Linked DNA regions of Zea mays: region 2 is linked to region 1. The links are chromatin contacts, called in public Hi-C maps. All regions are on one chromosome and are shown on one strand. The core of a region is the stretch at or near the end of the contact, and the rest is flanking DNA. Distances in the headings are between cores, read along the strand shown. Region 1 has its middle 7.4 kb from the start of LOC100501848. Region 2 holds the start of LOC100285796 (dihydrolipoyllysine-residue acetyltransferase component of pyruvatedehydrogenase complex).

Region 1 (6,446 bases), core at 1,018-3,517:
AGGGTAAGAAGGGGTAGAGAAAATGCCTCGAGCCGAGGTCCGAGTACCAAGCGCTGCAGCGCTGAAGTATGAGCCTCATGGACTAGCCATTGCTTCTCCACGAGGCTCATACTAGGCGCTACGACGCTGAAGTATGTAACCCATGCCATACTCCCAGGAAAAGCTCGAACGACCTTCAACAAAAGGGTACTGCGCAGGCTAAGCTATACCGCCCCAGGAATAGGAATCATGAGCCACCAGCAAGCAATTCCAGCGAGACCTTGCCTGGTACACGTCGTCGCCTCGACTTCTCTGACGACTTCGACGTAACCTAAGTTCACATCTTCAACAGTAAGTGTCGCAGTGTTCTCGCACTCAATGCTGAGCTCCCCTACTCGCTGCCTACCTGTCGCTCCCAAATCCCATCTCAATCTCCACATCTTTAAAATACCACCATTGTTGGACAACTAATGCCCCCAAATGAGGGAGGAATCTAGGTTTTGTTTGCTCCTTTCACTTCCAACAGTTGCACCTTAGTTCCCGTTTTTAGTGTTGTGAAATTAAATTGAAGATATATCATTATTCCTTGTTCCACGATTGATGTTCGACGATTATAGGAAATAATGTTACCCTTTACGCACTTACTAATCACTCGTGTGTGGCTTACCTACAAACTTGTTTGACTAAATCATTCCATTTGTAGATGTGGATGCGTATGTGGCACAAAAGCATCAAAATCTTGACGAACATGCCACACAACAAGGGAACACTATTTTGGTCATTGTAGTCATTCACATTATGCAGCAACAAGAAGAGGAGTCGCCAAGTCAGGGTGGTTCAGTTCTTAGCCGGCAAGTGGTTAACAAATACCGCTTTGTTGCCCCATTTTTCTTGGCTCTAGATATTAATGTTCCCAACATATCTGCTACAAGATTAAAGAGCAAAGGAGACAGTATATTTCTATGTCATAGCTCTTAGTTTGAAAGTATCTACCTACATCATCATTCATCTTTGTCCCAACGGTCCCTTTACTAACAAACTTATTGATCCACTAACACCATTTTTGAGAAAAAAAACTTTTCACCTGTAACGTTTATTGTAGAAAAGGCCAATTAACTTTATCATATGCTTTCTCAAAAATCTAATTTTAGAATGACTCCATTCATATTTTTTATGGACTTCATGTATTGCTTCATGTAAAATGATTAGCCCTTCAATTATATTTCTTCTAGAATTTAAAATCTATGATCCAAAGTGATAGAAGTTTTTGTCCAAGAGCTCTAAAAATGACTCGTAAAATCCAGTTTTTAGTAGCATCTCAGAAATTATTGGAGGGTAGATTTCTCGAACAGTCCCTTAAAATTGGATAAAAACATTTTAAACTAGGCCAAGTCACTCTTAAGCCCACATAGATATGTTTTACAAGTGTCGCTGGAGGTGGGCATGGCTAGTGAGGGAAGACCAACGGTAGGGCCGAGCGATAGTAGAGGCCTAACCGATGATGGAGGTCCAATAGCGGTCCGAGTGATGTAGATGCCGGATTGCAGGAACACGCTGCCGACAACCGATTGTGTTTCCGGGGAGCCTAAAAATCCCTTTTTCTAGTTACAAATGTGGGAGTTTTAAAGGCTATAAAAAAGTTAGGGGCACTTTAAGGGAACGGTTGAAGACAACCTTTTTTGTGTTTTTTTTCAAAAAATGATTTAGAGGAGAATTTTAGAGAGTTCTTGGAGAACTCGTATATGCAATCTAGTCCTAGAGTTATTTAAGACGAAGCAGTACATCAATAAAAAGGATAATGATACTTGAACTCTCAAGGGTTGGACAAGCTACAAATGCAAATAAGGTAAGGGGTCTATGTCGCGCACAATGCAAAGCATTACAAGGCGGCGTATAAATCCGGGACTTCTTTCCGTATTCTGCATTGCTTATCCTAACACGTACACTGCCACTGAAGGTCAAAATAAAGAGAACGTACTCTGCTCCGTCTCTGAAAAGTAGCTGTCCTTGTCGTTTGAAGAAGGTAATTGTTTTTTGACATTTATCAAATATATATAAGAAAATATAAATATTTATATACAGAATTAGTATCATTAAATACTTAACTGTATTTTAAGTTTATTATGACAATAACTTTATTTAGAGATATAAATACTGTTTTAACATGTACGAGTAATAAAGCGGCAACTTTTTAGGACAGAGAAAATACCGCCCCTCTGTGGTGCCATGCGCGACGGACGAACCGGAACTCGCCGCGCTTGCAGTCCACTTACTTGCATGTTGTACGACCACACCGGTTCCAGCACAGTCTCGCGTCCGCAATCGATCCCTTGGCGACATGATGGCTTTCTGCGCTGGGCCGGGATTCTTTCTTTTCGGCCGGCCGCGCGCCACACCCCTCTCCTTTTTTTTTTCTTCTGTCACCAAGTAAAGAAAGAAGATTTAATTCATCACTTTTTTTTCACTACGGTACTGTATTCGGGATGCAAGCCCATAAAAAATTAGCCTGTTGGGCCATGACGAGCCCATCAACCTGCATCCAGCTTCTACGAGACGAGAAAAGAAAGCACGTCGCCATCTTCCCTTCGGCGGCTGTCGTCCCGGTCCCGGCCCTCAGGTTCCTACTGCGATTCAGTTTCCTGTTCCGCATAAAAAGGTTTTCACGAGATTTTGTTCTTGTCCGAAACGAGCAACGATGCGTGGCACGACCGCACGAGTAAGCAAGTGCGGAGACCTAGCTAATGATCCAGGCCTAATTGCCGAGGACTTAATGGCGGACAGGGTTTCGGAGATATGGCGCAACTTGCCCAAAGAATTTCATACCAAAGCTCGCGCGCTTTTTCACGAGCTCTCTCTCTCTCTCTCTCCTTACTTTTGCGCATCTTTTAAAAGTCCCGGGAGAGAATCATATGTTGATACAGCCTACTCGCTAGTTTTTTCTCTCTCGATGATTACGCGGACAAAGACTGGCGGCTGGTAGCTTTCAAGGCAAGACGAGAAGAGAAATCAAATCTCTTGCGCCGCCCGCAGGTCAGAGCCCCTTTGGTTCTTCGGCCTGCTGTCGATCGAGAGATTCTCGAAATCCATCTGATGTGCCATCTGTATACACTCTTGTGGTTCCTCACTGCGCACCAGGTGGAGAGCAGCGGATTATACATGCCATTTTAATTTGTTAACTGACTGAGGTCCCAGTGGCCAGTGACGATGATGGCTGTTTCCAGCGTAGGCAAATCTAGGTGCTGCTCTTGAAGAGAAGAAAAAACCAGAGTCATTTTTGCAGGAGCCGGCCAAAACAGGACCTTAGTTTGAAAACGGGGCAAGAATTTGGAAAACCCTGGCACGCGAGGATTTCTTTGGGATCGCGCGTGGGATCTTTCTTTCTGTCTGTCATGTTCGTCCGTGTGTGTATCAGGATTATTCAGGATCGTTGTTTTTCGTGTTCCGTTGGAAATTCTATATACGTATCCTGCTGCCAGGTGGTGGGGTCGACGACGCGCACGTACGAGTCTATGGCGCGGCAGCTGTGCCTGCACACGTGTGACGGCAACAACGGCACACGCTAGACGGCGCGCGTTTCTTCCGGACCACGGCGATCGCCGAACAGTGCTGACCGACGGGAAAAAAAGAGAGAGTGTAAAAGGGGACTCTCCACCGGTCGCCGGACGACGGTGAGGCCGGAAAATGCGTCGAGACTGCACGTCAGGACTCTCGAAGGAAACCGCGTGCGTGCGTGCGGGTGAGACCACCAGCTGACCACACCGGTCACTCAGGCCAAGCCATTTTCTAGCCTTGATGTTGATGAATTGCCGACAGAGCGTCGCTAGCTCTTTCGTTCGGAGCCTTTCACGCTGTCCCGCAATTTTCACCGACGCCGTGCGTCGGTATGTGTGTGTGTCGCACTCACGTCACGCCCGTGCGCCACGGTGCTGTAAAAGTAAAAACCCACGTTTCCGTTCCGTGTGCATGCGTCAGGAAGGTCTGGAGGAGGAGTCGTCTAGCTAGTTTGATCTGACTGGTCATGGTGAGAGTGTCTGTCTGAGTCGGAGAGAGAGCCCTCGGTTTCTCAAGAACCGCGTCTTACTCTTCTACTATACATACCTACTACTACCAGAACGCACATTCCTGATGGAGGATATTTTTATGAATTGTCAGTATAATTCATTCTGTCGAGATTCAGATACGGCTGCATTGTCAGCGACCGATGTTTCCAGAGCCCTGGGAGAGCGGTCGGGTCGACCCATCTATCAGCTTTCATTTCACGTCCAGGAGGAGGTCGCACGTACGCCATGCATGCAGGGCAGGGCAGGGCTGCAGGCAAGATACAGAAAAGCCCCTGCCCCCATGCCGCGGCAAATTAAACCCAGGAACGGAAAGCTCCGCGTTCTCAATCATCGCGCCCGCGCGCGGCGGCGGCAAGCTTCGCGAGTTTTTTTTTTTTTTTTTTTTTTTTGATTGCCTGCTTGCTTTGTCGCGCATGCACGGCGTTTTAATACGATATCCTGTCACAAGATGCAAACAAAAGAGCAGCATCTCCTGTTCTGGCACCACCAGCTATCTCATCACACACTACGCTGCACTCTTTGTTCAGAATCTTTCAGATGGTTCACTCAGGCAGCTAGGTGTGCATGGTACACTGTCCACAGCCACAGTCCTTTTTTTTTTTTTTTTTTTTTGAAAGGAAGGGGCAAAAAGCTTGCCTCTCCGATCTATATTAGATGAGGGAGAAAAACTAGGGGGAACAACAGACACGAAGAACCGAAGAGAAGAAGAAAAAAGGAGCAAGGAAAAAATACAAAAACAAAAAACAAAAAAGCCACTAGGAAGACTCCAAACAAGACCTAAACAAGACCTCAGCTACTAGCAATGCCCAAGATAGCCAAAGTAACTTGGTCAACACCCCTATGCTGTCCTTGAAAGATTCTGAAATTTCTTTCTAGCCATAGATTCCACCAGAATTGAATTAGCAGGCCGTCGAGGTCCCTCCTTCTCTGACTGCTGCAAAGACTGCGCAGATCTGTCCACCAATCGTACAAGGAAGAGCCACTAGGGACCCCAGTCAGGAAATGAAGATTGCCCCGAGACAAAACTTTGCTCCAAACCTCTCTACTAAAGGGGCAATCCTTGCATAAATGCAGAATTGTTTCCGGCGCTGAGTTGCAGAGACAGCAGATTGGGTTACAAGGCCAGCCTCTTTTTTGAAGGTTATCAGCAGTCAGTATTCTCTTATGCAGTACCGTCCAAGCAAAAAAACGGCACTTCGGTTCCACTTTAGCCTTCCAAATGGGGCACAGATTCATTCTGCTGAAGTTGGAAGCGAATTGTATTTTGTATGCACTGCTAGCACTGTACTGCCCATCTGCCGTCCATCTCCAAGAAATGTTGTCCTCTGACCCGTTGAGCTCTGGCATGCTACCAATGGCCTGCCAAAGGGAGAAGAACTCACTAAACTCCCCCTCACCCGAGAATGGGTAGCATAATCGAATCCAAGTGTTGTTAGTGAGCGCTTTGGCGACCGTGATGTTCTTCCTCTTTGCCTTCTTGAAGAGTGAGGGCGCAATATTTCTAGGGGCTTGGCCTTGGATCCAACTAGAATTCCAGAATCCCGCTGTCTTTCCATTGCCTACCGTAACAGTTGTGGATGCATTGAAGAGGTCTTCATCAATTTTGTCACACGGTAGTCTCATGGCGGTCCACGGCCTGTCTTTGCTCTTCCATCGTAGCCACAGCCATCTTAGTCTTAGCCCCCTCGCAAAACGATCAAGATCAAGAATTCCAAGACCCCCCTTGTTCTTTGGAAGGCATGTAATGGACCAATTGATGAGGCAGTGACCCCCGCTGCAAGCCAGTGGATTGCTACCTCTCCAAAGGAAGTTTCTTCGTATTCTGTCAATTGCTTGCAGCAGCCATTTTTTGGGACGAAATATCGTTAGATGGTAGATTGGCTGTGCGGATAGCACCGCTTTTACAAGTGTTTCTCTTCCAGCTTTGGACAGCAGCTTCCCTTTCCAGCCAGCTAACCTGTTATTAATTTTTTCAATAAGGGGTTGTAGGTCGATCCTCTTCACATTCTTGTAATGAAGGGGGAGTCCAAGGTACTTCCCGGGGAGGCTAGAGAATTTGCCCGGAAACACCTCCTTAAGAGCCGGCCATGATGAATCCGGGTACCGAATTGGGAAAATTTCTGTTTTGTCATAGTTGATCTTTAGTCCTGAACATCCCTCGAACGCTTTGAGAATCTCTTTCAGCACCTCCAAGTCTGACCTGTCAGCTTTAATGAATACTCCCGCGTCATCCGCGTAAAGTGAGCAGCGAAGCTTAGCCCCTCTAGGCAGTACCTGTCCCAGCAGTCCCACATCAGCAGCTTTTTCAATCATCCGATGTAGCGGGTCCATTGCTAAGATGAAAAGAAAGGGGGATAGCGGGTCTCCTTGTCTCACCCCACGCCTGTGGATGATGGCGTTTGACCG
Region 2 (6,446 bases), core at 1,527-4,026, 510 kb before region 1:
AAGTTTTAAATGGTTCCATGAAACATATTTTTTCACAAATACGGATAGTATCGGATGTTTCATGGTATTTTCGAATACGAATATGGAATCGGATAGAAAAACGTAATATAAATCGAATTCGAATATATCCATTTGACATCCATATTGAAATCGAATACGGATAATTCGGATATCCAGACATTCATTTTCACCAATAACATTAACTTTTAAAAACCAGCACCTGAGGGAGGTGCATGGTGAAGATCCAGGGACAGTGAGATTACTTAACCACACCAGGTCTAAATTGAAACTTTTTCATATTACGTCCTCTTTGGTTAATTGGAATTAAATTCCATTCTAATAATAGTAATTTAGGTATATATCAATTAAGCTAAATCGGTTTTATACAAAATATATTTGTATACTATTATTAGCAAGATGTCGGAGATATTTATGTGCTATATTTTTACTATAAAGGAGTGAGTCGAAGAGCGTCATGTAAATTACAGTGTAGAAACATATTCTACTAGTATATAAAATCATTTCTCATCTTTCACCTCATGAATTTAAGATAGACTTATATCTAAACTTAAGAAAGTGGTGAGATGTCATATTCCAAGCTAAATATGTTACTTTATTAAGTGAGTTCCAATTCCTCTAAAATAAAGAGATCCAAACACCCCGTTACAGGAAGCCGATGGCACTATATATACACCAAGATCACTAACAATCCTAGTGATGAGGACATGCACCGGGGATCTTCATTCTTGTTGAATATATAGTTGTTCCTATATATTCAACAATAGTATACTACGCCATGCTGGTGAAGAAATCATTTTCTGAGCCCATCATTTTCATGTAGGGTAACGATAGTTGAACTTGTGTCAAAATTGCATATAGGGTAACGAGCTTGGTCGAGGCCGTAGGCGCAAATCAAGATTATTACTAAGGACACCTTTGACCGATACTTTAGTTTCGATAGAATGAGAAAAGAGGGAGGAGAAGGAGACACACAAGGGTCGCTAAGAAAGTAAGATTCCACCTATGAAGCCAGAAAGAAGTCACAACAACGAAGGTGCATGACCTAAGGAGATCAACGAGGGAAGTGAAGACACACCCAATGTATATGGGAGCAACAGGGCATGGAAGCTAATTGGGATCAGAACCACCGAAGCACCATTTTACCCAATGAACATGAGAGACACTGAGAACCTTGTTAAATCACCAGATTCTGTAGGAAGGCCAAGGCCGCCACAATTTTTGGGACGACAAACCTCATTCGAGGCAACGAGGCATCGTTCCGTGACCAGAGGAAGGCACGCCTACAACGATCAATGGCATTGAGCACACTCTTGGGAACCAACATAGATGACATATAGTTGATGGGAAGAGAACTTATTTTTGGCGGCTGTTCTGTTGGTCGGCGGCCTCAGTGAGCCACCGAAAATAAGCATGGGTTATTTTCGGCAGCCCTTAGTTTTGGCAGCGACGTCTGGCCGCCAAAATTGGCACTTATTTTCGACGACTGTTCTATTGGCCGTCGAAAATAAGCTATTTTCGGTGGCCAGATGTCAGCCGCCAAAAATAAGTGCTAATTTTCGGCTGATTTTTTCTGGCGGCCAGAGACCACCGAAAATAGGCCTAAAGCCGCTGAAAATAGCTTATTTTCGGCGGCCTCTGGCCGCCGAAAATGACTGTGCGTGCTGTTGTGGTAGCCTCGGTCTGTAGTGCTGGCCCGGCCCGGTCCGGTCCGACACGATTATATTTTTTTATTTTACAAAAAAACGTATATACATATATAATTTATATTCAATATTAAAAATATTTGAGCATGATGTTCTACTGGTTAGACAGTGTCTCCCGCTCTTCTTCTATCAGAGCATGGGTTCAATCACCACCTCCACATTTTACGTTGATTTAATCAAATGAGCCGACGGACCATCATCAAGTAGTGAATCCCCTCTCGGGGGAAGTCCCATTTCTTTCTGAACGGGAGTCGGAGTTTCTACAAATTGTATTGGAAGTGGTATTTGTAGATTGTGTTAGTGTTTAGCCAAGATGTCTCCCTTTGCGAAACGAATCCAAGGGTCTAGGCCAGAGTTGTGCCCCGTGGATGTCTGGTCCGTGCCCGCCTTTAGCCATTCATAGGCGTGCAACGGATTAATTTGAAATAACTGTTACATTTTACGTTGATTTAATCAAATGGGTCGACGGGCTAACGAGCTGGTCCGACACAGTCAGTAGGTCAGCATGACGTGTCTGGGCTAGAGGTGCCCCGCGGGCGTCTGGTCCATGCCCGCCTTTGGCCATCTATAGGCGTGCAACGGATTAATTTGAAATAACTATGAGGGATTATTTGTAAAAAGATGACGCGGGATGACCGTTGAAACTGATGCTTTAAATATAGTATAGATATAAATTGGATATCATTGGTTTGCATAAATACGCAGGAGGAAGGCTGTCGATAATTAAAAATTGGAAAAGTATTAACAGTATGCTGTTGGAGAGAAGATGTGGCCCTTTTCTCCCTTAAAACGTTTTGGGACTTTTTTTAGCTTTCTCTTGGAGTTGCTACGGCATAGCTTTTACTAAGAGGCGTTTAGTCCACATGGTAGGTCAACTCCAGCATATTATTCAAATTTTATCTATATATACTATTTTCCATTATAGACCGCAATAATCGCAGAGTAAAATTTGAATACAGGTACATGGATGGGTAATCTGGTACATGGATGGGTAATCTGCAGGAGATAGTATTAGGGTACGGAGTATTAACGGCGGCTGGCGCCCCGGGCCCACACTGCAGTGGCTGGCCGCCTTCACGGCTTCACCTAACGATCTGGTTCGTCTCCCACCTCGCGCCGCTCGCCGGATTCCGCCGCCCTGCCCGCGTTCTCCTAGACCCAACCCAACCGAGTCCTGAAAGGGGGGTCATTTGTTCAGTGATCATCAACCAGTGCACCATGGCGTCTCTGATTCCTCCCTGCCTCTCCGTCCCCACCGCCCCGGGACGCGCGCGCCTTGCTGCTCCGGGGGCGCCGCGGCGGAGGAGGATGGCGGTGGTGAGGGCGAAGATTCGGGAGATATTCATGCCGGCGCTGAGCTCAACGATGATGGAGGGCAAGATCGTCTCCTGGACGGCCGCCGAGGGGGACCGCGTGGGCAAGGGCGACCCAGTGGTGGTCGTGGAGTCCGACAAGGCCGATATGGATGTGGAGACGTTCCACGATGGCATAGTCGCAGTCGTCCTCGTCCCGGCCGGTGGGACCGCCCCCGTAGGCGCCCCTATCGCCCTCCTCGCTGAATCAGAGGAGGAGGTCGCGCTGGCGCGGGCGCGCGCTCAGGCCCTCTCGCAGGGACAAAGCCAGGCACCCTCTCCTCCCCATGCCGCCGCCGCCCTGGGGCCACCTCCTCCAGCGCCTGTGGCGCCTCCAGCGACAAAGGGCATCGCGACACCTTACGCCAAGAAACTCGCGAAGCAGCACAGGGTGGACATCGCCGGGGTTGTCGGCACCGGGCCACACGGCCGCGTCACGGCGGCTGACGTCGAGGCAGCTGCTGGCATCAAGCACAAGCGACCCCCTCCACCTCCACCCCCTGCTTCTGTTGACGCTGCGCCACTAGTGCCCGCAAGTGCGGTGCTGCCACCAGTACCCGGTGGCACGGTGGTGCCGTTCACGACAATGCAGGCGGCGGTGAGCAAGAACATGGTGGAGAGCTTGAGGGTACCGACATTCCGGGTTAGCTACTCCATGATCACTGACAAGCTTGACGCACTCTATGAGAAGGTACAATTTTCTATTGATCTCAGGCAGAGCGTTGGATTTCATACCTCGACCATGCTGTACTGATTGATTTGAGTTTGATATAGGTTAAGTCAAAGGGGGTTACAAAGACAGTGCTGCTGGTGAAGGCGGCAGCTGTGGCGCTCACCCAACACCCTGTAGTAAATGCTAGCTGCAGAGATGGAAAGAGCTTCTCCTACAACAATGATGTCAACATTGGAGTGGCTGTTGCACTCGAGGGTGGCCTTCTTACTCCAGTATTAGAGGATGCTGATAAGGTCGGTGCTTATTGCACTCGAGGGTGGCAACGCAGCATTTTAGGGTATGAGTGGATTGTCGAGTGCATACAATTTTCGTCTACTAAGTAGCTCCAAAAATTGACATGGCAGATGGATATATATCTGCTTGCACGAAAGTGGAGAGTGCTGCTCAAGAAGGCACGCATGAAGCAGCTGCAACCAAATGAATACAACTCTGGTATACAACATATCCTTTGCTCTATTGACATCAGCTGTTCACGAAAACTTTGCTTACCTGAAGAGCTGACTGTCTGTAGGGACGTTTACACTATCCAATTTGGGTATGTTTGGGGTGGATAAATTCGACGCAATCCTTCCTGCTGGTCAGGTGGGTTTCTTCCCTGGTGTATGTTGTCTGTCCAGTTAGTATGAAATGTTGATAGAATTGTATGGGTTTCTTCCCTGGTGTCTGATGTTTGTCTAGTTAGTATGAAATGTTGATAGAATTGTATTCTATTTTATTAAACACAAGAAGATTGCATGGTTATATGCAGGGGGCTATCATGGCTGTTGGAGCGTCAAGACCTACTGTAGTGGCTGATAAGGATGGTTTCTTTAGTATCAAGAGTGAAATGCTGGTTAGTTTATTCTCGTATCTGTATCTAAAATTTGAGTATACCGAAGCTCTGGTTACTGACTGATGTTTAGTATTTCTGGCATTTACATGTAATTGTGAAGATCAATTGTGTATTTTCCTTAGCACATTTCATTAGAAATGCTAAACCGCAGTAGTATGTTATGAAATTTATTTGGTGTTAACATAGCTAAACCTTAAAGCCCAAATAATCTGTGATCCGTCTGCTTGTTCCCTAGAACATGTAAGTGAAATTTATGTCATAACATCATTTCAAATATCAAATATATGCAAGCCAAGGATTGGCTGACTGCGCCTGAATGTAAGAGGCACGGTGTAGGCTTGCTGCGGTTTCAGATTCACACTTCTATGTTAGCAAGGTGATGATTAGTTTTTTTTTGTGTGTATCTAAGTTGGTTTTTATACTAAATCATAATTATGTGTTGTGATAAAGTTTTGTTTGGTGGTATCAATCATGTCATGATAAATCAGTAATTACAATGCTTGGCCTCCTTATTCAGTACTAGTGATTAACACTGATTATTTTCTGTCACATAAGTACATACTAATGATCTCCAATGATGTGTTATAATTTTTGTTGTCAATAAGAACTATTCTAGATTTATACAACACCATACCATCCTATTCTCAAAACAACAACGAAGTCTTTTGTGCTGAGCAATTTGGGGGTGGGGTAGGCATCATACTCACAGAACAGGGGCAAAAAAAAACCCCCCACGATCCTGGTCCATAATAGCAACCAATTTTCCCTGCAGAGATGGTTGATCCTGCCATTTGTTTTTCAGGTGAATGTTACTGCTGATCACAGGATTATCTATGGTGCTGATTTGGCAGCATTCCTGCAAACATTTGCAAAGATTGTTGAGGATCCTGAATGCCTCACATTGTAAGGGAAGCTTCATACAAGTTCTCAATTTTTTTTTATTCACAATTGGAAGACAATGCCAATATAGATAATAAAAAGACACTTTTCAATGTTATATCTCCACATACAGATTTTTGTGTACAGTTTATACACTGATCGTTTTCGCTCCGTGTGTTTATCTATTCTTGGAGGGAGACCCTGATTCAAGAAACCATGAATTGTGTAAACACTTTGGGGCATTAATAATGATAGAGGCTGCTTCCTGGTTCCTATATAGATCTTGTTTATGTCTTAACTGGACAATACTAATTGACAGGAAATTCAACAGATCATTTTTTCCTGTTTTGAGTAAAGTTAAAGCAAACGAGCATAGCCTCTCTGGTCGCATCAGATGGACTTTTAGAACGGTACCTAGATTTTTTTTCTGGTTACTTCAACAAGCCTTCACAGTTACAGAACAAAATGATGCAGGATTCCTAAATTACAAGAAGGTAAAAGATGCCAGGCAGGCATATGGTTACGTCCTCTGAGGCGGGCCTGCCTTGGTGAAGAGTGAAGAGAATAGCAAGCAGTTCTCCAGAGTACGTATTGGTGACGTGGTTCCTTCAGGACATGTGGCCGTCGGGGCCGCCTTCTGGGGCTGCCGGCGAGGCCTCGCTGAGGTCGAGGATCTCGACGCGGCGGTTGGTCCGCTTCCTGATCTTGATGGCCACGTCCTGCGGGCTGAAGGCGCCCCACACTACGACCCGGCCGTGCTTCTTGTCGATCAGGTGTTTCTCCAGCTCTGCAAAAAAACCAAAAAGGTTCAGTTCAGAGAAGCTTCACAAACCGAGGTTTCAGCCTTTCAGGCATCACCGCAGATGGGCGGCTAGAGTGTTTACCTCGCATCTGGAGGAGCGCCCTCCTGATCCTCTGGTAGCACC

What was found. A called contact is a pair of places that touch in the nucleus more often than the background predicts.
Region 2: a Hi-C map of endosperm shows a contact between it and region 1, with 2.6 times the contacts expected there. The contact joins the promoter of LOC100285796 here to the enhancer-like site in region 1. A contact is called at or near these places in 2 of 25 Hi-C or Micro-C datasets (ear and endosperm).

What each region holds. Positions count from the first base shown.
Region 1 is chr7:114,107,517-114,113,962 of Zm-B73-REFERENCE-NAM-5.0, reverse strand. No RefSeq gene overlaps it. Among protein-coding and RNA genes, the nearest start is that of LOC100501848, 7.4 kb to the right of the region's middle. Within about 2 kb of position 2,267, at least 18 of the 20 cell types and tissues checked have an H3K27ac peak or open chromatin away from gene starts, as enhancers often do. A contact at or near this core is called in ear and endosperm, where this site is marked.
Region 2 is chr7:114,616,080-114,622,525 of Zm-B73-REFERENCE-NAM-5.0, reverse strand. It overlaps LOC100285796 (dihydrolipoyllysine-residue acetyltransferase component of pyruvatedehydrogenase complex), which reads left to right and starts at 2,776. Exons shown (of 6, transcript NM_001158686.3): 1 at 2,776-3,767; 2 at 3,851-4,042; 3 at 4,154-4,241; 4 at 4,321-4,391; 5 at 4,558-4,641; 6 at 5,444-5,647. The coding sequence starts at 2,943. The coding sequence ends at 5,548. It overlaps LOC100275657, which reads right to left. Exons shown (of 3, transcript NM_001149692.2): 2 at 6,405-6,446; 3 at 5,926-6,307. The coding sequence ends at 6,129.